Regions from separate parts of the Mus musculus genome. Here all the other regions are linked to region 2. A link is a contact called in public promoter capture Hi-C data. All regions are on one chromosome and are shown on one strand. The core of a region is the stretch at or near the end of the contact, and the rest is flanking DNA. Distances in the headings are between cores, read along the strand shown.

Region 1 (2,855 bases), core at 34-2,533, 1.0 Mb before region 2:
ACGTACACAAAGTGGTGCTTTCCATATCTTAAAACACACACACACACACACACAAAACCGACTTTTTTAAATTAAAGCCTTGAGGCAGACAGACTCTGGTTATCAGACGAATCCGACCTAGACTCCAGAGACTAAGACAGAGTGGACATGCTTCCCTTCAGGTTTGCACCTCTGGTAAGCATGTGGACCAAGGAGGAGAAACAGATCCTGAGACTGCCAGGCCTGGTTTTTACAGTGGTACAGCTTGCCAGCCTGTGGCTGTGCCTCTTCAAGCTAGGGGTTACCCTGGATGATTTCCAGGGAGCCTTCTGGCTCCCTTGTTCCGTATGAATCAGCTTTCCAAACTGGTTCCTTGTGTATACGTTACAGAAACCCTGGCAACCAGGGTTCTTGCAGAAGAAGCAGGCCACCGCCCACCTCTTGGTCCATGTCTGTGCTTGGCAGCCAAGGTATGTCTCAAAGGATGACGATGTGACTGCTCCAGCTTAAGAGTGGACCTCTCCCCCCTCTCCTGACATACTCCCAGTCCATCTGGAGACAGGAAATACTGGCGTGGAGGATGCCACGGAAATCAAAGTGGGTGGACAAAGTGGTCTCCCTGACATAGGGGCGGGGAGGGGCAGGTGTGGCTTGGCACTGGGTATTTCTCTGTTTAACCCCTTTCCCACCGCTGGGAGTCAGTGCCTACCAGTGGTCCTTCCCCCAGGGCCAGACTTGACTCTCTGAACTCATAGCAGGAAGCCAGCTCCTTAGGGGACCCTCTGGACCCATCCTAGGAACAGTTTGCACTGACCCTGGCTTCCTTGGACAGCACCATGGGAGTCGGCGTGCTCAGTCTGGTGTCGTGATCACTCAATGTCTCTGTGTCCTCGGACAAGATGCCTAACTAATCTCTCCGACCTCAGTGCCTAACCTGAGAAATGGGGACAGCAGTGTGAACCTGGAAAAGGGTCACCGCGCAGTTCCATCTACATTCTGCCGAGTTGCAGCCGTTTGCACAGTCGGCAACTCCTGGCTCAGGACCCCAGCTCCAGCTGTCCGAGCCGCCGGTTACGTAAGACGACCACGGCCGTCCAGGTCCGCGCCACCGCCCAGCACCGCGCCACCGCCCAGCGCCGCGCCACTCACCGCTTCGCCGCGTCAACCCGCGCGTCTGTCCCTTGCTCGGCCCGTCACTTGGTGCGCTCGGCCTGCGCCGCAGCCGCCCGGAGCCGCTAGTCCCAGTAGCGCCGCTGCCGCCGCGTCGCCCTCCGCTGTCACATAGTGGAAAACGTGACCGCGCGCGCTGAGCCCGCCCCTGCGCGCGCCATTGGTCGGAGTGCCACCTCATTTGCATACTGGCGGGGCGGAACCTGAGAGCTACGCTCATCAATTGGTGGAGACGCCCGTCGCTCTCTTTACATAAGACGCACATGGAACTCCATGTTCGCCGCCCGGGTTCCTCAATGAAGATGCTGCGCGCTCTTGCGCCCCCCCGCGCCCGGGCGAGTAGGCTCGTCCACTTCCGGCCTGCGGGACTTCCATTCACCTGGCACGGCGGTGGCCCGCTCGTGCAGCCCCGGAGTGGCGCGTACCACTGCGGCGCGGGGGAATGGTGCTTGGCCGCTGCGCAACTCACAGCCGGCAGAGACCAGGGCCACCGGCCTATCACCTGCGACGACGTGACCAGCCTCGGTAATCCGAAGGACCGAGAATGCTCTCTGCTGACACCTTTCGCTCATCCAGCCCAGTTCATTCATTTCCCCTCTCATTCATTCATGGCGAGACGCTTGAGGGCAAATAGGACGGCCCCTCTGGATCTGCTGCTGAGCACCTTCCCAGGACAGGCTGGGTGACCCTAGGACAGGCCCCCCAGGCTGACCGTCATTCCAGATGGGCCAAAGCACAAAACTCCCACTTAGCCTTTCTTGTTTCTGAAACTGCGTGTTGCTAGTTAGTGTTGATTCAGGAAATAAGGTCATAATTGCCGTGCAGAGATACAAAGGAAAGAAGTGATTTCTTCCTGCCCTCAATCACATAGGGAGAGAAGACTGACGTTCTACAGGGAAGCTTAACCAAATGCGGTGGTGTAGTTTATTAACCTTACAGGAACTATGGAAGCGGGGTGTGCATCTGGAACAGCAGGGCTTTTCTGAAGTGGAAGCTACAGACACTAGCTAGTCAGGGGAGGGTACTCCTCCAGTGATAGGACAGCCCTGCCCCTGTGGAACCTTGGTTGAAGCTATTTGGTTCTTTCAAGAGCACTGTCTGGAAGCCTACTAAAGCGTTCAGGCTCCTGTCCAAAGGGTCAAAGGAGGGAGTAGAAGTTTCCTCGGAGCGGGTTTGAGGCTGACAGAGAACAACCTAAAGACTCATGCAAGGTGTGATGGAGAAGGCAAGCTTGTCACGTCTTCCAAGGGTAAAAAGGTCATTTGTCATTGCCAGGGAACTTGAAGCCTAGTAGCATCCACTACTCTGAATCTTCCCCTGGGGTGTCCTAGGAACCAGGAATGGAAAGGAGGCAAACATTAGCAACAGAAGTCTGCTAACAAACTGAGCTGCTGGTGTACACAGCCGGCTAACCCACATTCAAGAATTCCGTGTGGGAGCTACTTCTTTCTGTCTGCCTGGCAGGACAGGCATGCAATTCCTCAGATGCAGATGGGGGCAGAGACTAAGTTCATTTCAGCAGCCCTTTCCAAAGAAGCCCTGGGAAGCCAGATGTTGACTCACACTGCAGGGGGCAGGGCAGCACCTCTGGTTCCTCTGACACTGACACCTCACCACACTCCCCAACACACACAAACACTGAGCAGAGCTGGGCCAAGCTGCACCCTGCACACACCCAAAGGGCCTTTTGTTTCCTCGCTTACATT
Region 2 (3,157 bases), core at 265-2,764:
CTTCAATAGGTAAATGGATAAATGGCAGTATAACCAAACTATGGAATTAAAGGGAATGACTAAAAAGGCCATAAAGACACAGTGAGTCTTCCCCCACCCCTGCTGTTTTTGGGGGCTGGATTTGAGACAAGAGTCTTGCTATGTAGCCCTGGCTGGTCTGGAACTCCCTGTATACCAGGCTGTCCGAGAATTCATAGATCTGCCTGTCTCATGTTGGGATTAAAGGTGTGCACCACAACATCTGGCTTAAGAAATATTGTCTAGATTGTGTACGTGTGTGTGTGTGTGTGTGTGTGTGTGTGTTAAAAGAGAAACAAGTACTCTTAACAGCTGTGCAGCCCCACAAATAAATTCTAAGTGTAACTGTCAAAGTCTATGTAAAAAAAGAAAGCACTGTGTCAGGTAATATGTGTGACTGATTACACGAGTCTAGCATAGGCAAAATGACAAAAATCATCAAAAGCACAGTGGCTGTCAGGAGTTGACAGGGTGGGAAATAAATGAATATTAAGGACAATAGATTTTTTTTTTTTTAGGGCTGTGAACTACTCTGTGTGTATTGTAAAGTCCAAAATATAATATTGCTCATTGTGCAAAACAATAAAACTTCACAGCATAAAGAATGAACTCAATGCATGAAAAGCTTAGGGTGGAACGGGGTGTGACTGAACTTCCGACATGTGAATATATGAAACGACTTCACTGAAGAGGGTGATGTGAAGATACAGGGGAAGGAGTGTGGTCTCTGAGGGTCAAGGTCAAGAGTGGATTGTGAATATGCTCTGTGCTCTTGCTGCTGTGCTCCACTGCGATCCTAATAGGCTTAAGCTGACAGTGCTAATTCATAGTGGGGCTTAGGCTGACAGTGCCGATCCAGGCTCACATTCACACACACCTCGTCTCTCTCTGGTTCACATCTATACCTCTTTCACACACAGATCACTCCTGTTCAAAATAAAAATCCTTAGCATGACTGTCAACCCCTTTCCGATTTACCACCTATGTAGTTCTAGCTACTATAAAGCAAAGAAGTTATGATGCCGTCATAAGACGTGTCCTGTTTCCAGCCACGGTCCCCTAAGCACCTACTGTCACCCATTATTCTGCATGCACCCTAAAAGGTCCTAATCCTCCCCAATCTACCCCAAATCTCTGTTGCTGCTCCACATCACGTCACCCCAGAGTCTACAAGGCGTTCCACAAAGCAGTTTCTGAACCGATGAGCATGCGGGCCCAGGCTCCGGAGCTCCGGCATCTCGGCTCTCCGTATGCAGCCGGGAAAGTGAGTCCCGCTGCACCGGTGCTGTGAGCGGAGGCCTCAGGAGCTCGCGGCTCACGGGTCTGACAGACGCCGCCGGAGCGTCAGGGCTCGGAGCCGACAGGCCGAGATCCAAGCAAGGAGAGCCACCCGCCGCTCACCACGCGCTGGGCTCCGGCCGCGAGGCCGCGCGCGGGAGCCGACGCCGGGACGAGTCTCAGCAACCTCAAGGCCATGACTTCGCCGTCTGCGCCGGCTCAAGGACCAGAGGGACATGAACGCGACGGGGTCCTAGCTCGTCCGCGGCGCGCTGCCATGACGTCACCACTGAGTGTTCGCGGCGCCTGTCGAAAAAAGAAAATATTCCGGAACTGGGACGGGGCGGGGCCAGAGGGAAGGGGCGGAGCTTAGGCTTGTCGACGCTCTAGTTGCTTGAGCTTAGATTGTTTGGGCGAGGAGCGCGCCTAGATCCTAGACAAGTTATAGTATGAAAGTGGCAAAGGGCTAGAAGTCCTGCCTGGGCCTTGAGGCTCCCAGCTTTGAGCTCGGGTTCTCGCAGATGCTTGAGTTGTGTGACAAAAGTGTGACCCCCCACTCCCAGGTGTTCTGTGGGGTGAATCCTCTCGCTCCCCAGAATCTGTGCTGTCTCCCTGCTCCACGCCCAAACGTAGACCCACTTTCTGTTTGAGTTCTGTAGGGAGGATCCGCTCCCCGCCCTTCTGGTCGCTGAGGAGAGAGTCCATTCCCCATCTGAGTTCTAGGGGCGTCACATTCTCCCTGCCTAGGTTTCTGAGAGAAGGACCTGTCATCAGCTTGAGCCCTGTGGGGGCAACCAATTCACGACCTAGCAGTTCTGAGCTTTTGTAGTGCTAAGAGCTGAGGTGGCCACAGACCTGGCACCACCATATATCTCCAGTGCAGATCACCCTGCCTCATTTCCACAGCTGCCGACTTTATAGTCACCTCCTGGAAAGCTCTTCAGCTCCAAGAGCCTCTGAGGTGGAAGAGTGCAGTGCGCAGAAGCCAGGAAAGTGCTGATAGGGAGAGGATCCCCAAGACAATGAGGAGTTCTGGGTTGGGTTTGGACCACTTTCCATGTAGTTAACACAAAACCTCCCCCGCATTTCTGGATTTCTAGAAAGTCCTGTATCCTTACAGTACATTGAATACGGGAAGGGGAAACCTCTCCTCATTTCTTTTGAATCCTGATCATTATCTCATTTCCCTACTCCCCTCCAGTGTAATTCAAAAATCACTCAACCCCAAAAGAGAAATTTCCCAAGCACGTATGTTTTACTGAAGAATTTTACTTTATACATAAATATATGATACTAAATATGTACAGTCTCCTCCAGAAAACAGAAGCGATAATGCTTACTATCGCATGTTATGCTGCCATAACTGTCAAAGACAGTACAAAAATGTAAGACCTCCATATATCAGTATCTCAGCAAATTGAATCCAGCAACACATGAAATGAGTGGTGCACCACAAGCAATGGGATGTCATCCTAAAATCAACTGATATAAAAAACAAACTAACCAAAATAATTATGTGTGATCAGATTGCTTGGTTCAGGGAAAGCATTTGACAAAATTCAATATTCATTTAAAATAAAAGAACACATATGCTCCAACAAAGGCTACAGGGTGGCTGCTTCATCTTCATAAAGTATGCCCACAAAATCCTAAAGCTAACATCATATGAATAGAGAAAGAATGGGATAAGAGCACTGACTGCTCTTCCAAAGGTCCTGAGTTCAAATCCCAGCAACCACATGATGGTTTACAACCATCCGTAATGACATCTGACGCCCTCTACTGGTGTGTCTGAAGACACCTACAGTGTACTTACATATAAATAATAAATAAATATATATATATATAAAAAGCAAGGGGC
Region 3 (2,843 bases), core at 325-2,824, 1.0 Mb after region 2:
AGATGCCTTAGTGGCTAAGAGTACTTGCCTCATAACGTGATCAAACCTGAGTTTGATCTCAGGACTCATAAAGGGAGCAGAGCCACATAACCCCAAACTTTATCCTAATCTGGGTGGATGATCAATCTCTTCGGCCTGGCCTCACTCCGGTTTGTCAGCATGACCCCTGGATTGACCACCCAGTACTATCGGAGTCTTTCTCATCCTCTTGCTCTCTAAGCAGCGTACTGACACTAGGAAATGAGGCTCCTGCTCTCTAAATCACTAGGTTGCTCATGTCAAACCTCATTCTTGCCTTGTCCAGTCCAGCTCCTTTTCTTTTTTTTTTTTTTTTTGGTTTTTCAAGACAGGGTTTCTCTGTATAGCCCTGGCTGTCCTGGAACTCACTTTGTAGACCAGGCTGGCCTCCAACTCAGAAATCCGCCTGCCTCTGCCTCCCAAGTGCTGGGATTAAAGGCGTGCGACACCACCCGGCCCAGTTCCTTTTCTTAATGATGGACATCACAGTCAGTGGCTATGGCAGTGGCTGGTTACAAATAAGGGATAGCCAAGGTGGTGGAGGAAGTTGGGAAGCCTACTAAAATTGCAGACCCAGTCAGCCTGAGCTTCTAGGTTGCCTTGGAGAAGCAGAGAGCCCCCCCACCCACCCACCCTCCAGTGGGCTGAGGCCCTCCCTGCTTATCTTAAGGACTTATTGCCAAAGGCTAGAGTTCTATATGAATCGCTTGGGGGCCTGTGTGGATTTATTTAGCCTAGACTGGTTCAAAGGGCTGGCTCCCTGCAGGCCCATTCGCTTAACCAATGGAAGAAGAAAGTGAGTTTGCTGCAAGTCTGAAGTGGAAGGACCAGAATCCAGTCTCACCATTTTTCATTTCCAGAAAGCCTCAAATCCAGAAAGGAACCGCGAGGGCTTCGAGGACTCTTAGCGTAGCCTGCACCTCAAAAGCGTCCCTTTAGGAACAGCTGGTGCCTAAAGACCACGGTTCCACTATTCCCTGGTTGGGCACCACGGATGGAAGGTAGGAAAGAGCCTAGTAGTCAGGGAGGCCTGAATGCCAGAATAGTCCCGCGAGCTTGAAGTCCAAGGCCCCACCCAGAATCGGGGCTGCCCTGCTTGCCAAAGCCAGGCTGTAGGCTGAGACCCGCCCCTGTGCCAAAAGTCCCGCCCAGGGCCACCCGCATTCCAGAGTCCAGGTCTGGGGTAGTCCTCCCGTTGTTCCAAAGCTGCGTCCAAGATAGAATCCTCCCGTCGCCTTGTCAAAGCGAAGACTAAGACGGAGAACTCGCGGGTTTCCTAAGTCCCACCCAGCACAGAGTCCTCAGGTCCTAAAGCCCCTCCCAGGGCCGAGGACACGCACAGCCCGCCGAAGCCCTGTTGCACCCGCGGAGAAGCTGCACAGCTTTGCTTCTGACTTTATGGGGCTCCCTCGCCCCGCCCTGTCCCATGTGATCACCAATCAGAGCTAGGTGCTGCGCTCGCAGGCGCCGGTCGGGAGGACCCGCCCGCAGGCCAATCGGTGGTGCGTCCGCGGGGGGGCGGGGCTGCGGCGGACGCGCGGCGGGGGCGGGGAAGCAGCTAGCTGTCGGGATCGGGCGGCGCGGGCGCAGGACGTGGAGGAGGCCTGGCTGGCGGCGGCGCAGGCCGGTGTGGCACGGTGAGGACGCGGCGGCCGTGGGCGGGGGAGGGGAGCGAGCCGCGCAGGGGCGCTGGGTTGGGCATGGGCTTCCTTCGTTGGCCGGACCTCAGCGGAACCCGAGCCGGACCAGGCCTGAGGCTGGCCGTCCACCAGAGAAAGTCCACGCCCGGCTCTGAGGCCTTCGTGAGGCGCGCCAGAGTCCGCGTTTGACAACACACGTCTGTGGACGGCCTGTCGGTGGAGGGCGAAGGGAGGGAGAGTCTCGGGTCCAGTCTGGATGTCCGCTGAGGACTGGCTGGAGAGTTGCTTTTGTAGATGGGCAGTCTGGGGAGGGCTGAGAGCTGCAGAGTTCCAAGGAGCCAGGCTGTCAGCAGAGTACTGAGGACAGGAACAGCACACGTGGAGACCAGCTGTCGAGGAAGGGGGGTGATCAGAGTCTCAGCATCTCTCGTGGACACTGAGTGTCCCGTGATGGGTTAAGGGCCACAAGAATGTCCTGCTGAAGACCGCCCCCACCCCCAGGCCAGTGCTCTACAAAGCACCTTGGGAAGCAGCACCCGGAGCCACAAATGAAAGCCCAGAAGGGCATTCTTTTTTCTTCTCGGCCTTTCCTTCAGAACTGAGACTCGGATATTCTTACTCTGCTAAGATCTAGAAACAGTACTGGCCCACTGCCTTTTACTCATCCGAGATTATAAGCACCTTTGCCATTTACACACGTGGCAGTGATTTCTTAAACTCTTTCATGTCCCAGTAATGGTGATGAAAAATTGAAATGAAAACAAGGCATTCGTGAAGGAAATAATGTCGATACACCGTGCTGAGAAAGAATGGAGAGCCTTAAGATTCCGGACAGAATCTTTAAAGGGGTGGCCTTTCTCCCTAGCTTTGTTCTGTTTCCATGAGGTGTTTTTGACTGGGCCACTGTGAAAATATTTGGTAATTAGTGGGTAGCACCGAATTAGAGTCGGTCTTGTGGAGACGGCATTATGATCAGCAGCACAGATTCTCACAGTGTTAGCAAGATGGAAAGGTCATTTGAAATGGGGAGGTATGAAGTAACCTTTACTTGTAGGCCAAATAAAAGTTTTGTGAGTTTCGGGACGTGGGAAGGCATTTGTGAAGCGCTTTGTGGCTGTTTCGTTGTCAGTTCTAAAGTTTTCATATATCCCTGTCCCCCACCGTTTTTTGTTGAGACAGTTTCCA
Region 4 (3,058 bases), core at 276-2,775, 1.2 Mb after region 2:
TTGGGAGAAAGCAGCCCTACAAAGGTTTTGTGTCACTTTCAGAAGCCAAGTATGTCTAGGCTGGACACAGGCCCCTAAAAAGACAAAAAGGGTGTTTTCTCTTTGAGAAAGGTCCCCTAGCCATCATTACTGTACTCCTTCGCAATTCATAGCTCCAATTTGTCATCCTGGGACCTTCATAAGCTAAGCTTAAGTCTCTTAAAAATAAACTAGAGGCAGATTTTTTTTCTCTCTCTCTTAGTATGTTATATAATTAGAGGCGAAATGTCAAAATGTATTAAAAATGTGTTAGCTTAATTCAGCATCAGTTAGCAAGCTCGGGATCCCATCTGTGACAGCTGGGCCAAAAGCCCTCCCCAACAGCTGTGAGTAGTCTTCCAGGCTGGTTTGGTTTCCTCCAAGGAGCCCTGCCTCCAATTCCTGCCCACAAGCAGCGGACGGACATGCTTCCTGTCTACACAACCAGTTCTCAAGGATGCAGGGAGAAGGGGGGTCAGGGTGGGGTGGGGTGAGCGGCTGCACTGTCCTCAGGAACTGATTCCTTCACTGTGCAACTGTCAAGCCTAAGCCTATCTAAACCAAGCCCTTAAAACGCAAATCCCACAGCTAAAGCCAGAGGAAAATCAGCCGCCAAGGCAGCTCATTCCACTTCACTAGCTGTCTGTCATATTGCTCTGAAATAACAACACCACAAATAAAATAAAGGCGAGAAAGGGGGTCCAGAGAGCAAACCACCGAACCCTCTGACCCTACGCAGCCCTCATCTCCTGTGCGGTCCCGTGTCGGGGTTCCATCCCGTTAGCCAAGGAAGGTGGAGTCCATCTTCTGGGAAGGTGCTCCGAGCCTGGGTCAAGCAGGTTGTGCCCAGGGCAGGTTCCTGCACCTGCCCCCAGCAGCTCCCGAGCAGAAGCGCTCGCCCCGCAGACGTTCCCTGGGGCTCACGTCTTCCGCAGGCGCTGGCTCGGCACAGGCCAGAGTTCCAACGGCCCCAAGACGCGCCCCGAGGCAGACGGCCTCCGCCCCTCTCCCGCCTCAAGTGGACAAATCCGCTCCACAGCGAACCACGGACTCGGGGCACGCCGACGCCCACACTCACCTGGTGCGCGAAGCCCCGGAGGTGAGCCATGTCCCCGCTGACGTGACCAGTCCGTCGCAGCCGCTCCGCCCGCTCGCCTCAAGCACCTGCGAGAAACCGCAGGCCGCTCGGTCAACAGTGGCCAGGGGGACCCGTTCCGTGGCGTCCCTCCACCCGCGACCTCCGGTCCCGCGCCCAGGGCCCCCGACCCGCCCTCAGGGCGTGCCCGGCCTCCCCAACATTCAGGCGAGGCCCGCTGGCAGCGCCCACCTCCGGGCGGCTCCATCTCGGACTCCGGGCCCGCTTCGCAGTCCCCACGGCGGCTCACACCGCAATTCGGTCTCCCGGAACGCCCAGGCCTCCCAGCCCGTGAGGTGGAGGCAGCGGCTCTGAGCAGGGCGTCGTGGCGAGCGCGAAGCTCTGTGGGACTAGGAGTCCCGCAGCCCGCCCCGTACCCCGGGCACGCAAAATTGAGACTACAAGTCCCAGCAGGCTGCGCGGTAGGATGAGGTGTTACGCAAGTGCTCCGGGGCCCTGATGGCGACAGACTACAAGTCCCAGGAGAACTTGCGGTGGGCGGTCAGTGGAGAGGCACAAATGCGCCACAGATTGGATCCGAACCTTGAGATATGCCCGAGCTGGGCTGCCCCTCCTGTCAGGCCGCGCGGTGACGGGTGCAGCGCGTGCGCAGTTGCCTTGACGTTTTCTAGGCTTTTTTTTCTCTTTTTTTTTCAGCCCTCCTCTCATTTTCCCAGTTCTGTTTGCCAAGCTTCTGAGACCCATACTGTGTGCCTGGAGTGCGAACCCACATTACCCTCATATCCTGGTGCTCCAGCTTTAACCGCAGTGTGACCTTCTTGTCTGCGCTTAGCAACACACACACACAAGGAGTACGCCCACGCGCGCCCTTAGAAAAGTCGCCCATTGTTGGACAAGTGCTTCTCTCCTGCCTCAGTTTCCCTATCTGAAAAGGTTTAATCGTAGGTCCCCAGGACATGACCTGGCGCTGGGAAGAGTTGTGTGGTCCAGCGGGGATTTCCAAAGGTTGGAAGATGCCTTTCATCCTGTGAATTCAGTATGAGTGACTAGTCAGCAATGTCCACTTCTATGCAGTCTCCTAGTGTTCCACGGGAGGGAGATTTGGCTCCATACTGTGTCCATTCCTATGACGGCTCAGTGCAAACCACCATAATGTCCCTACTCCCCAACTCATAAAGGCTTGTTGTTTCTGTTCTCTGGTGGATTTTCTTCCTGGGCACCATCCTGGAACCTTAAACCTTGCATGCAAGACCTTGCATCAGATTCTTTAACCGCCAAATTTTACTACATGTTGATTAGGTTTTCTTTGCTGTGTTTTTCCCCAGAAGAAAATAGACTTCCAGCAAACAGCCCTGCCCTGGATCCTGAAGCACCTTGGTTTCCTCCCCTCCCCCGCCCCAAGGCATCAACAATAGGGGCAAATATTTTTATTGCCCCTGAAAAAGATCATCTGTAGGATGGCCTTCAGCCTACCTATCCCTCCTATAGAAAAGTCTGAAATTAGGCAAGGCCAACTCTATTAAGACTTATTTATGTACATATATGTGTATGTTAAATGTGAACAGGAACCTACTGAGATCTGAAAAGGCCTGGATCTGGAGTTGCAGAGGGTCATATGCTGAATGGCATGGGTGCTAGAACTAAATTCTGGTCCTCTGGAAGAGCAACAAGAATTCTTAATGATTGAGGAATCTCTGTAGGCCTTTATTTTTGATTTTTAAGACAGGACCTCATTCTGTAGCCTAGGCTGGCTTAAAACTCTCTATGTGGCCCTTTTTGGCCTCAAATTCACAGCAGTTCTGCCTCTGCCTCTGCCTCTGCCTCTGCCTCTGCCTCTGCCTCTGCCTCTGCCTCTGCCTCTGCCTCTGCCTCTGCCTCTGCCTCTGCCTCTGCCTCTGCCTCTGCCTCTGCCTCTGCCTCTGCCTCTGCCTCTGCCTCCCAAAT
Region 5 (2,778 bases), core at 206-2,705, 1.2 Mb before region 2:
TTAGGAAGGACCTATGCCAGTGGCTACGCTCACTACGAGGAGCAGGAGAGCTAGGAGCTGCCCCTTGTTGGCACTTGTGGGAAGAGCAGGCTGAATCTGAGGATGCTCAGACGGACCCTCCCTTGCCTTGTCCAAAAGGCCAGTCACACTGGGCTCGGGAGGTTCTAGCAGTTTATAGGGATGCTATGTGAACTTGCAGTGTATGTAAAGTGAGTTAGATGTATGACAGATGGAGCATCATGGATTGGGTTATTACTGAGTTCAATAATCGGGTGGGTTTTGCCAGCTAGAAACATAATAAAATACACGATAAAGGAATAGAAAGCAAATATATTTATTTGAAATTAAATTACCGTCTTTATTAAAGGCACTGCTTATAAATTCATGTCTCTGATTTTACAAAGTGTAATGGGTAAAATTACCATATTCTTTTTCTTATTTCAATCCATACAATGAGAGTCATGTTCAGTTTTTCACTGACTTCATGCTGGGTAATGTTCACTCTGCATTAGCGGTTGCCATGTTCACCGTTTTCTTACAATGTCTATCCAGTGCTTGTTACTGTCTCACTGACAGACAGAAGTCTAGCTGTTTTCATCCACATAATGGCAGGCAGGACTAGTGTTGCTGATGCTTCACCCAGAGAATCTCATTTTACAATAAAGTTAGCATTATACTTGAAAAATAAAAAATAAAACACACGTTCAGAACTCACTTTGTAGACCAGGCTGGCCTCGAACTCACAGAGATTGGCCAGCTTATGCCTCTGGAGGGCTGGGATGAAAGGCCAGTACTACTACTGTCCTGCTTCACGCCTTTCAATTGTTTAAAAAAAGATTTTTATGTGTATGAGTCTGTTTATGCGTCTGTCTGCACTTACATACGAGCACCATGTGCATGCCTAGTGACTATAACCTTCCATAATTTTAACAGCCCTGCTTAGCTCACCTCTGATCTAGATCGCCTCAAAAGTATCAACACATAACTTCCTAATTTCAGGCAATTAAATCATTCGCGAAGGCGGATGTGGGGTATCCTATGTCCAGCGAGCACTAGCCGCCAACCCTTCCAGGCGCTCAGTCTTGGCTGCTGCGGTGCCTCTCATTGCACCGCGCATCCTAACACTTTTACTTCCATGAACTTTGCGGCGACCGGTGAAGTCACTGGTCCTTCTGTCACTAGTGACAGCCCAGGGAGGTGGGCTCCCAGAGCACGGTGCCAGTAGCTGGAGCACCCAGATGACTCGCCATGAGCGGCGCGCGCTTTGCCGATGACCGGTTAGATAGGACCGGCAGCGCGGTGGCCCTACTAAGGTAGTCTCCAGCTCCGTCCCACTGCCACCTGACCCCACATGACCAATCAACCAGTCAGGGGCGGAGGCAGGGCCCGTGCGGCTCACAGATTGGCCAAAGCGCGAAGCGCAGCCAATGCGGATACTCCGGGACCCGAGGCTCCGCCCATTCAGAGACTTCGGGGCGCTCAGGCTTGGGGTGACCTGCCGGCGATCAGGGGGATGGACGCGGCGCGAAATGGCGCGCTGGGCAGTGTGGAGAGCCTACCCGACAGGTGCGCTCCCTTCAAGGAGCCCGCAGGGCCTAGGGACACCTGGGGGACCTCAGTGAGTGTATGGTGAGGCGGGAGGAAGGGACACGCAGAAGCGTCCGGCCACAGGAACCGGGAGAGAACAGGCTACCGCCCAAGCTGAGGGCAGAAGGGGGCCCACGGGTGACAACTGTGCCGAGTGTGGCCACATCATCCTCCCGCGTTTCGGGCTTCTTCCCAGGGAATGGGCTCTTCCTGGAGGTTGGAACTGGCAGCCGAATCGCGATTATCTGCGTTTTACAAGAATCGCCGCTGCTTAGAGTCTAGGATGGCGTGGCTGTGGGACGGGGGGGAACGGGGGGGGGGGACGGGACTTTGGGGCCCATTTGACCACCCGAAGGTTTAAAGTGGGCTTTGGGGCGGGAACCCTAGGAGCACCAGGACAGTGGGGGAGACCTGCCTTCTCTTGCTGTCCACTGGGCTGTGGGACCTCCTCCCCTGGCGCGCAAGGAACCGGAGGTCCTGGCTCAGCCTTCTCCCACCCAGGAATGTGTTATACCAGAAGCCCCCTCTCCATCCCCATCTCATTTTTTTCTTCTTTCTCTTTTCTCTTTTACCCCCGGTCCCTCCTCCACCTCAGCCCCATAAGGCCTCGATATGTAGTCCAGGCTACTCCTGCCTTCTCCGATATGGTGGAACTTGCCTATAATCCCAACACTGAGGACAGGAGGATTGTGATTTGGAGGCCAGCTTGGATCACACAGTGAGAACCTGTCTCATAAAGGCCTAAGCCTGGTGGCTTGAGCCTATACCAGACGTTTATTAAGCAGTTTCACTTTCTCTAGGAAGCCCGCTAATAACAGAGTCAATCGCTGATAAAATGCAAACCATAAACCAGTTCGGCCAAGCTATAGATGGGAAAACCAGTCACTTGGCAGGCCTATGGGTGTGCAGCACTTTGGGGGCTCTTTATTTCTAGGAAGGAACAGACTTGGGACACAGGCAAAGCCTGCGGCAATGGGAATTCCAGCCCCAGGGTGGTCAGGTAGGTCCACATTACAAAGCCCAGCCTTGCAAGATCAGGTGACTGCGTGGCACTTAAAGCAAAGATAGGAGATGAAAGCTTCTTCCTGCCTGTTCTGCCGTGCTCCCCTGGACATAGTTGGGCAGTGTGTGCTGGCTCACCACTGCATCGGCTTGAACACTGGTTTGATGTAAAACCAAGTGAAATAATGA
Region 6 (3,024 bases), core at 473-2,972, 1.1 Mb before region 2:
AGTTTCCATTGTCCACACATCTTCCTATAGTATGTGAAAATGACTAGACTTATTTCTTAATTGCTCCCAGTACTATTTTGGAAAATTTGTTATACTTACCCATGCATGAGCAGGGTCAGTATGCAATTTAGTCTTATTCTTATGACTACATAACAACCAACACCATTTACTAAAGCAAAGTATGGTGTCGGAACATGGTCTGAGAATGGAGTCCTGTGAGGAGAATTCTAAGTGCCTGTGAGAAAACAAGACAAGAGTCTTGTGACCTCAGTTTCTTCAAAACACATAATTATTCTTGGAATGTGTTTTTGTGTCTCCCCCACCCCCTGTAGTGGATAGGAGTGAGTTTATTTCAGATTACTCAATATGTTTGGGGGGGAGAGGGGGAGAGAGGGAGGGAGGGAAGGGGCATGGGGAACGCATGTATCTGCTAAGTCCCAAGTTGAGTTTAAGGTTTTAGGTCATGTCAAGAGAGCCTTGACCACGGAGAAGACCCAAAATAACTTTGGATAAAAAGCAATAGGGACTACTAATGATGACAGATTTCTAGGCACATCTGGCAATCCAAACTCTGGTCCGAGCACATTCAGACACAGGTTATACTCCAGTGACAGATGCAAGGCTGCCTGTATGAGGCCAGCTTTACTCACAACTGTAACGGTGGTTATCTTCAAAAAGCATGGCTGAATCAAACTCAGTCTCAAGGCCTAGTTACTTAGAAGCTTCTGTACCATCAGAGTGGTTGGTGGGGGTACGTAACGGTGCCACTACCAGGAACAACTGCAAAAAGAGGACACTACAAAGCATCTCAGGAGTCTGGAGGTGCGCAGGTTAAAAACCAAAGCACAGGTGTGAAGAGGACAGGTCAATACCTTCTCATAACCCCAAGCTCCAGCATTCTTCCATGCTAGCCCGTCCCGCTCTGCCAAGCTGGAGATCTGAGCCCTCCCACTTTTGAACATTGTTTCCTTGCCTAGAATCTCTGGAAACCATCAGCCGAAGCCCTCGCTAAAGGCCGCCTCCTTCCCAGGTCTTTCTCACTAGTCTTCGGGTACCGTTACTCCGGACGCTTGGCGTTTCCCACGGTTTTTAACCTATGCCTCTGCGATCAGAACTGAACTCTCTGAAGGCAAAGGCTGGGTCCTCTTCACCTTCCTATTCCGTGCCAAAGACCTTCCCAAAACGTGGGCTGCAGACGCCACCCCCCATCCCCGGCCTCGGTTATCTAGCCGTAGCGCCCTGCATTGGCTGTGCAGGCGCCCCGCACCAAGGGGCTGGAAGTCGGAAACTTGTTAAGTTCTCGGGGTTTCCAGGACGCAAACAGGCCCGGGACCAGGACATTCCGCTGGGAGTCTTGCTGTAGCCAAATTAAAGCCAGAGTGCCCCGACCCTTCGGCGCGGGACTTCGTGCGTGTGCCACGCGAGGCCTGGACAGGGACCGCGCGGTCGCTGCGGCCTCGGGAGCCACAGGCCGAGACTGAGGCGGCGGTGGCGCGAAGATGGCGGAGGCAGCGCATCCCGGCGCCGCCCTTTTCCCCCGCGCCGCTTACCGGCAGATGGCCGCGGCGCGCGCTCGGGCTCCGGCAGGTCCCCGAAGAGGTCCATGGCGGCGGGGCAGTGGAGCGGAGGCTCCGCGCTACCCTGGGCGGCGGCGGCGGCGGCGGCGCCGTCACTCACCGCGGGAGACCCTGCCAATCGCGCGCCGCCCAGCCGCCGCCCCAGAGTGCTACGCGCGGGGGCGGGGCGGGGGTGGGCTGCGCAAGCGCACGGGCGCTCTTGGCCTGGGCATTAGGTCCCGTGATAAATTGTTATGGCGTTTCCCCGGAAAGAAGGGAGGAGTGGCGCCGAGCCTGACATCCAGACAGGCTTTTGGCCGGAGAGGCGGGTCTGCACCTGTCCACTGTTCCCTGTGTGACCGAGCAGGCAAAGCACCTTCTGACCGCCCGGGAGCAGGATGGCGCCCAGCGGGGTCTCAGCTGTCCCACTGGGATAGAGACCAGAAAAAAACACCATCACTGGCCAAGCCACAAAAGTGACAAACATCCCTCATCTCAGCCACCAAATTTATGACGCTTTACCAATTACAAAGTTGTGTTGTGTATTTTCCCTGGTCTCAGAAAAGAGCCACTCATGGAATTAATTCCTCTTCCTACCATACAATCCACAAAGACTTCACTTCCTTAAAGGTACCCAAATTTATTGACTACACACCCCAATCCTACCAGCCCTTTCCAACACCACCTTACCTGTTTTTTTTGTTTGTTGTTGTTTTTGGTTTTTTTGCCAGTGTTGTGTGGACTTCTTGGTGCAGTAGGTAACAAGTCATTGCTTCCTTGCAAATGTAGACCAGATATTCTCTAGCTGCAATAGGTGGATCCACCCAGCTGACCTCCAAGCCACTGTTTGAAGTTTTTACTGCACTCAGACAGAACTGTCTCTTCCTTGACAGATGTAGGATTTTGAAATAACAGCACTTTGTCTTTTGTCCATATATCTCATACACTTCTCAGCCCATCCCAACTTGATATCACTATGTTTTTAAAGCAGCTCTTGCTAAGTGTCTTAGGGTTTCCATTGCTGTGAACAGACTCCATGACCTAGGAAACTCTTATAAAAGACAACAATTGGGGCTAGCTTACAGGTTTAGAGATACAGTCCTTTATCATCATGGCAGGAAGCATGGCAGCATTCAAGTAGGCACGGCGTTGGAGGACCTGAGAGTTCTACATTTTCATCCAAAGGAAGCCAGGAGCAGACTTTCCTCAGGCAGGTAGGAGGAGGGTCTTGAAGCCCACCCCTAAAGTGACACACTTCCACCAATTAGATCACACCTCTTCCAACAAGGCCACACCTCCTAATAGTGCCACTCTGAGGGCCAAGCATATTCAAATCACCACACTAAACTTGATTTCCCACTCCTGCAAATAGACTCGTCGGCCACCATTCCACATGAATTCTGGCAGTGTTTGCCATGTGGCCTGTCTTTCCCTCATATGTATGGACATCTCTAATCATTACTCCATC
Region 7 (3,110 bases), core at 37-2,536, 1.0 Mb after region 2:
TGTTTGAGAGCTTAAGGTGACTAGCAAAACCCAAAGCTGAAGGGCGAGCCAAGTTGTAAGTGAAGATTATAACCCTCCAATTTTCCCCATGCTTTATCCTTGTCTGTAAAGATAATAAAACCCAAGACAGTCTCCTTTGGTTCAGTTATATCGTATGCAAACACATGCCCAGTCGACCCTCCAATCTTCTAATTCAGACAGGATATGCAGTGTAGCCTCGAGCACTGGGATACTTTACTCAAAGTAATAACGCACAAAAAAACCACTCCCTCACAACAAGGCATGTGTCAGAACAGTTCGGAATACCGACACTGTGCATATCACCCACTAGGGTTGCGCGATTGCTGTTTCTTCTCTGGGGAGGTACTCTAGGGTGTTTTCCTATAGAAAGGCCTTGGTGAAAGGCCTAAGGTAGGAGTTTACGATCGCTGACCAGCCAGGGGACCTCCTGCGATTGAAGGGAAGGACAACCCGAGCCAGGCCGCAGCCCAGTACTGCACCTTCCCAGCCAGCTTCAAGCCGGTCGCAGAGAGCAGGGCATGCCGCAGATCTCTCCGCCCGCCCCAGTCTGAAAGAGGGTAGGGGGCCGTGCCGGCTCCGCCCTCCCCCGCGGGGCATGGGCTCACGACCACACAGGAAGGCCACGTCCCCAGGGACAGGCACCACTCTATGGTGTGCATGGGGGGGGGGAGACCCACGTGACCAGCACGTAGCCAATCCCGGGACGACAGCCCGCCATAGAGACGGCCGCAGAGGCGGCTAGAGATGCCCGCCGGCAAGTCACAAGCGCCCGCCTATCCCGGCTCGGTGTTCCTAGCTCGGTGCTGCCGCCATCTTCCAGGAGGAAAGGATAGAGGCAAAGGGCTCCCTCCCCTTCACTGCTCCGCACTCACGCTGCCACCTGCCCGCCCCCGGTCGTCTCTCGCTCTCAATGGACACCTTATTCCTCCTTAGTAAATATCCTTCCCACAACTCTAGTTTCCCATAAAGCGGAGAATCTCGTTACCTGCTCCTCTTTTATTAGCGTGAGGAATCCAAGCTCATAAGGTAGGAACTGTGGCGAAACAGGAACAAGACGCCATCTTGGTAAAGGAGAAGAGGCTACGCTTGACCTCCCCCCGCCCCCAGCCTCTATATGGCCAACCGCCGTGGGAGGGGCACAGCGCCTGCGCAGAGGCGGACGGCAGGATCGCGTCCACGCTTGCGCTCTGCATGCAACCGCGGAGGAGGGGACTACTCGGGGCCCAGGAAGGAGTTGGCAAGGGGCGGGACGGCGCGATGACGCCATCTGTTCGCGCGCGCTCTACTGGGCGGGGCAGGTCCGTGCTCTCGCCTGACGAGCGTTCTCCGGCGTGTGAGCGGGTAAGTGTGTGGCAATGTGTACCCACTGTCGCGCGGGCTCGAGTTGAGCTGGCTGTCCTGAGAAAGGGCTAGAGTTCTGCCCTCGCCCGGGCCGCCTAGGCGGTGATAACGGGTACGGAAGTGAGCGCGTGGGGGAGGGGCGGCCGCACCCTTAGTCCGGGGCTCCAGCGATGGATGCCTGGCTGGCGTCGTCCCTTCGAGGACAACTGGACGGGCGGCCCCCATCTGGGTGATCCTGCTGGCCAGGTCCAGGGCATTGGGGCGGGCGTGGCTGGGCCCAGTGAAGTTATGGCGCACAGTCCAAATACTATGTGGTGGAGAGTCGGGCGTTAGGTTCACATCTACGAAGCACTTGCGGGGCCATCTTCCCACGTAACGGTGCCATTTCGTCCTAGGGATGAAAAGGACTAGTCACCCTGGGATGTTAATGAAGTTCCCCAATTTAAGGCAGTGACAGGAGCGTTATGGAGTGGTTTGTCTGCTGTGGCCTTCCCCGAGGTAGTGCGACGCTAGACAAAGGGCTGCAGCCCTGTAAGTGACACGGGAAAGGGAGCATGGAGTGGAGGCCTTTGACTGAGAAGCCATGAAGTCTAACTCTGAAGCGGACCGCAGGCCCAGACCACGCCTGGCCCTTTTGTATCTTCCGGCCTCATTTGTTAGTGGCGCCTTGCCTTGTCCTGTACTACGTTTCCAGACTTTCAACACATAGAACTTCTAGTTCAGACCGTTGTGGTCTCTATGGCTGGTTTTAACCCAGTTTACTCCTCGTGTCTGGAGCGCAGTTAATCTCGAACATTCTCTGTCTAATGTTTATCTGTTGTGTAGTTCCTGTTCGCTGCTTGTTATTAGTTAGGACTCTCACTGGATTCGATATCCTTTAGACGGTTTAAGTGTTTCTCTGGCGTCAAATATTGGGGTCCCTACTGTCTATCAAGGGATTTAAGTTTTAGGTTTTCAACCGGGCGTGGTGGCGCACGCCTTTAATCCCAGCACTTGGGAGGCAGAGGCAGATGGATTTCTGAGTTCGAGGCCAGACTGGTCTACAAAGTGAGTTCCAGGACAGCCAGGGCTATACAGAGAAACCCTGTCTAGAAAAAAAACTTAGGTTTTTTGTTTTTTTTTTTTTTTCCTTAGTAGTGAAAATTGTTTTAGTATCTTAGATACATTTTTAAAATCCGTCTTGTTAACATAAGGAAAAACAGGAGTTTTGAAGAGGTCATAAAGGCTGTTTCTTCATGATGCTTCTAATTTGAGACTCCTTATTTTCAATGGCTTTTCTGGTAGTTGCCATTCAGGAATTCTTTGCAATACCCAGCATTCAAACTGTCAGTGTGTGCTGCTATATCTAATTTTGGGGATGATTTTTTTAGTTTTAAAAGTTGTCCTGATCCTTTTTTATCATTTTTCCACCTAGTGTCCCCCCCCCCCCCCCCTTTACAGAGCACCAGAGGTCAGTAAAGAACAAGAGCTTCTCCTTCTGGGTTTGCTGGGTAGCCTAGGGAAAGGAGGTGGGGCCTCCCTCTATTATCAATCGTGAATGTAATTAAGCTCCCTTTGTTTGTGGCTTGCTGCTCCAAGCTCCATTAAGAGTGTTGTCTTGCATAATGTGCTTGTACAGTCTTCAAATCTAAGAAATCTAAATGGCAAGAGAGTCTAGGCTCTTTGGATAAAAGCTCTTCAGGATCCTACACTGAGGAGTCTTTGGGGATTAGGGGTAATGTATACAAATGTAAAAATTTGTGTACATG

What was found. Promoter capture Hi-C pulls out the DNA fragments that hold promoters and counts their contacts.
Region 1: a promoter capture Hi-C map of pre-B cells shows a contact between it and region 2, with 7 times the contacts expected there. The contact joins the promoter of Per2 here to the promoter of Ndufa10 in region 2. A contact is called at or near these places in 21 of 39 promoter capture datasets (the 3T3-L1 cell line, 3T3-L1-derived adipocytes, the C10 cell line and 12 more), 2 of 484 Hi-C or Micro-C datasets (the P5424 cell line and cortical neurons), 11 of 115 datasets of contacts at active chromatin or transcription factors (Th17 cells, astrocytes, embryonic forebrain and 8 more) and 2 of 9 other capture datasets (adipose tissue and liver).
Region 3: a promoter capture Hi-C map of neural stem cells shows a contact between it and region 2. The contact joins the promoter of Farp2 here to the promoter of Ndufa10 in region 2. A contact is called at or near these places in 2 of 39 promoter capture datasets (neural stem cells and neutrophils) and 1 of 115 datasets of contacts at active chromatin or transcription factors (thymic regulatory T cells).
Region 4: a promoter capture Hi-C map of pre-B cells shows a contact between it and region 2. The contact joins the promoter of Stk25 here to the promoter of Ndufa10 in region 2. A contact is called at or near these places in 2 of 39 promoter capture datasets (cranial neural crest and pre-B cells), 1 of 484 Hi-C or Micro-C datasets (muscle stem cells) and 1 of 9 other capture datasets (adipose tissue).
Region 5: a contact with region 2 is called in a promoter capture Hi-C map of pre-B cells, with 4 times the contacts expected there. The contact joins the promoter of Scly here to the promoter of Ndufa10 in region 2. A contact is called at or near these places in 4 of 39 promoter capture datasets (hippocampal neurons, liver and pre-B cells), 1 of 484 Hi-C or Micro-C datasets (CD4 T cells), 1 of 115 datasets of contacts at active chromatin or transcription factors (thymic regulatory T cells) and 1 of 9 other capture datasets (liver).
Region 6: a promoter capture Hi-C map of embryonic stem cells shows a contact between it and region 2, with 3 times the contacts expected there. The contact joins the promoter of Ilkap here to the promoter of Ndufa10 in region 2. A contact is called at or near these places in 12 of 39 promoter capture datasets (the 3T3-L1 cell line, 3T3-L1-derived adipocytes, cranial neural crest and 8 more), 2 of 484 Hi-C or Micro-C datasets (CD4 T cells and regulatory T cells), 4 of 115 datasets of contacts at active chromatin or transcription factors (embryonic stem cells, regulatory T cells and thymic regulatory T cells) and 2 of 9 other capture datasets (adipose tissue and liver).
Region 7: a promoter capture Hi-C map of pre-B cells shows a contact between it and region 2, with 3 times the contacts expected there. The contact joins the promoter of Septin2 here to the promoter of Ndufa10 in region 2. A contact is called at or near these places in 4 of 39 promoter capture datasets (hippocampal neurons, liver, neutrophils and 1 more), 1 of 484 Hi-C or Micro-C datasets (uterus) and 1 of 9 other capture datasets (liver).

Annotation. Positions count from the first base shown.
Region 1 is chr1:91,458,045-91,460,899 of GRCm38.p6, forward strand. Per2 (period circadian clock 2) reads right to left here and starts at 1,284. Exons shown (of 23, transcript NM_011066.3): 1 at 1,129-1,284.
Region 2 is chr1:92,472,244-92,475,400 of GRCm38.p6, forward strand. It overlaps Ndufa10 (NADH:ubiquinone oxidoreductase subunit A10), which reads right to left and starts at 1,515. Exons shown (of 10, transcript NM_024197.1): 1 at 1,420-1,515. The coding sequence starts at 1,494.
Region 3 is chr1:93,510,530-93,513,372 of GRCm38.p6, forward strand. It overlaps Farp2 (FERM, RhoGEF and pleckstrin domain protein 2), which reads left to right and starts at 1,575. Exons shown (of 27, transcript NM_145519.2): 1 at 1,575-1,655.
Region 4 is chr1:93,634,202-93,637,259 of GRCm38.p6, forward strand. It overlaps Stk25 (serine/threonine kinase 25 (yeast)), which reads right to left and starts at 1,526. Exons shown (of 12, transcript NM_021537.3): 1 at 1,346-1,526; 2 at 1,097-1,182. The coding sequence starts at 1,126.
Region 5 is chr1:91,296,883-91,299,660 of GRCm38.p6, forward strand. It overlaps Scly (selenocysteine lyase), which reads left to right and starts at 1,456. Exons shown (of 12, transcript NM_016717.3): 1 at 1,456-1,566. The coding sequence starts at 1,514. It also overlaps the pseudogene Gm7785.
Region 6 is chr1:91,397,101-91,400,124 of GRCm38.p6, forward strand. Ilkap (integrin-linked kinase-associated serine/threonine phosphatase 2C) reads right to left here and starts at 1,723. Exons shown (of 12, transcript NM_023343.3): 1 at 1,551-1,723. The coding sequence starts at 1,605.
Region 7 is chr1:93,477,707-93,480,816 of GRCm38.p6, forward strand. It overlaps Septin2 (septin 2), which reads left to right and starts at 1,287. Exons shown (of 13, transcript NM_010891.2): 1 at 1,287-1,362. It also overlaps a transcript of Hdlbp not described here.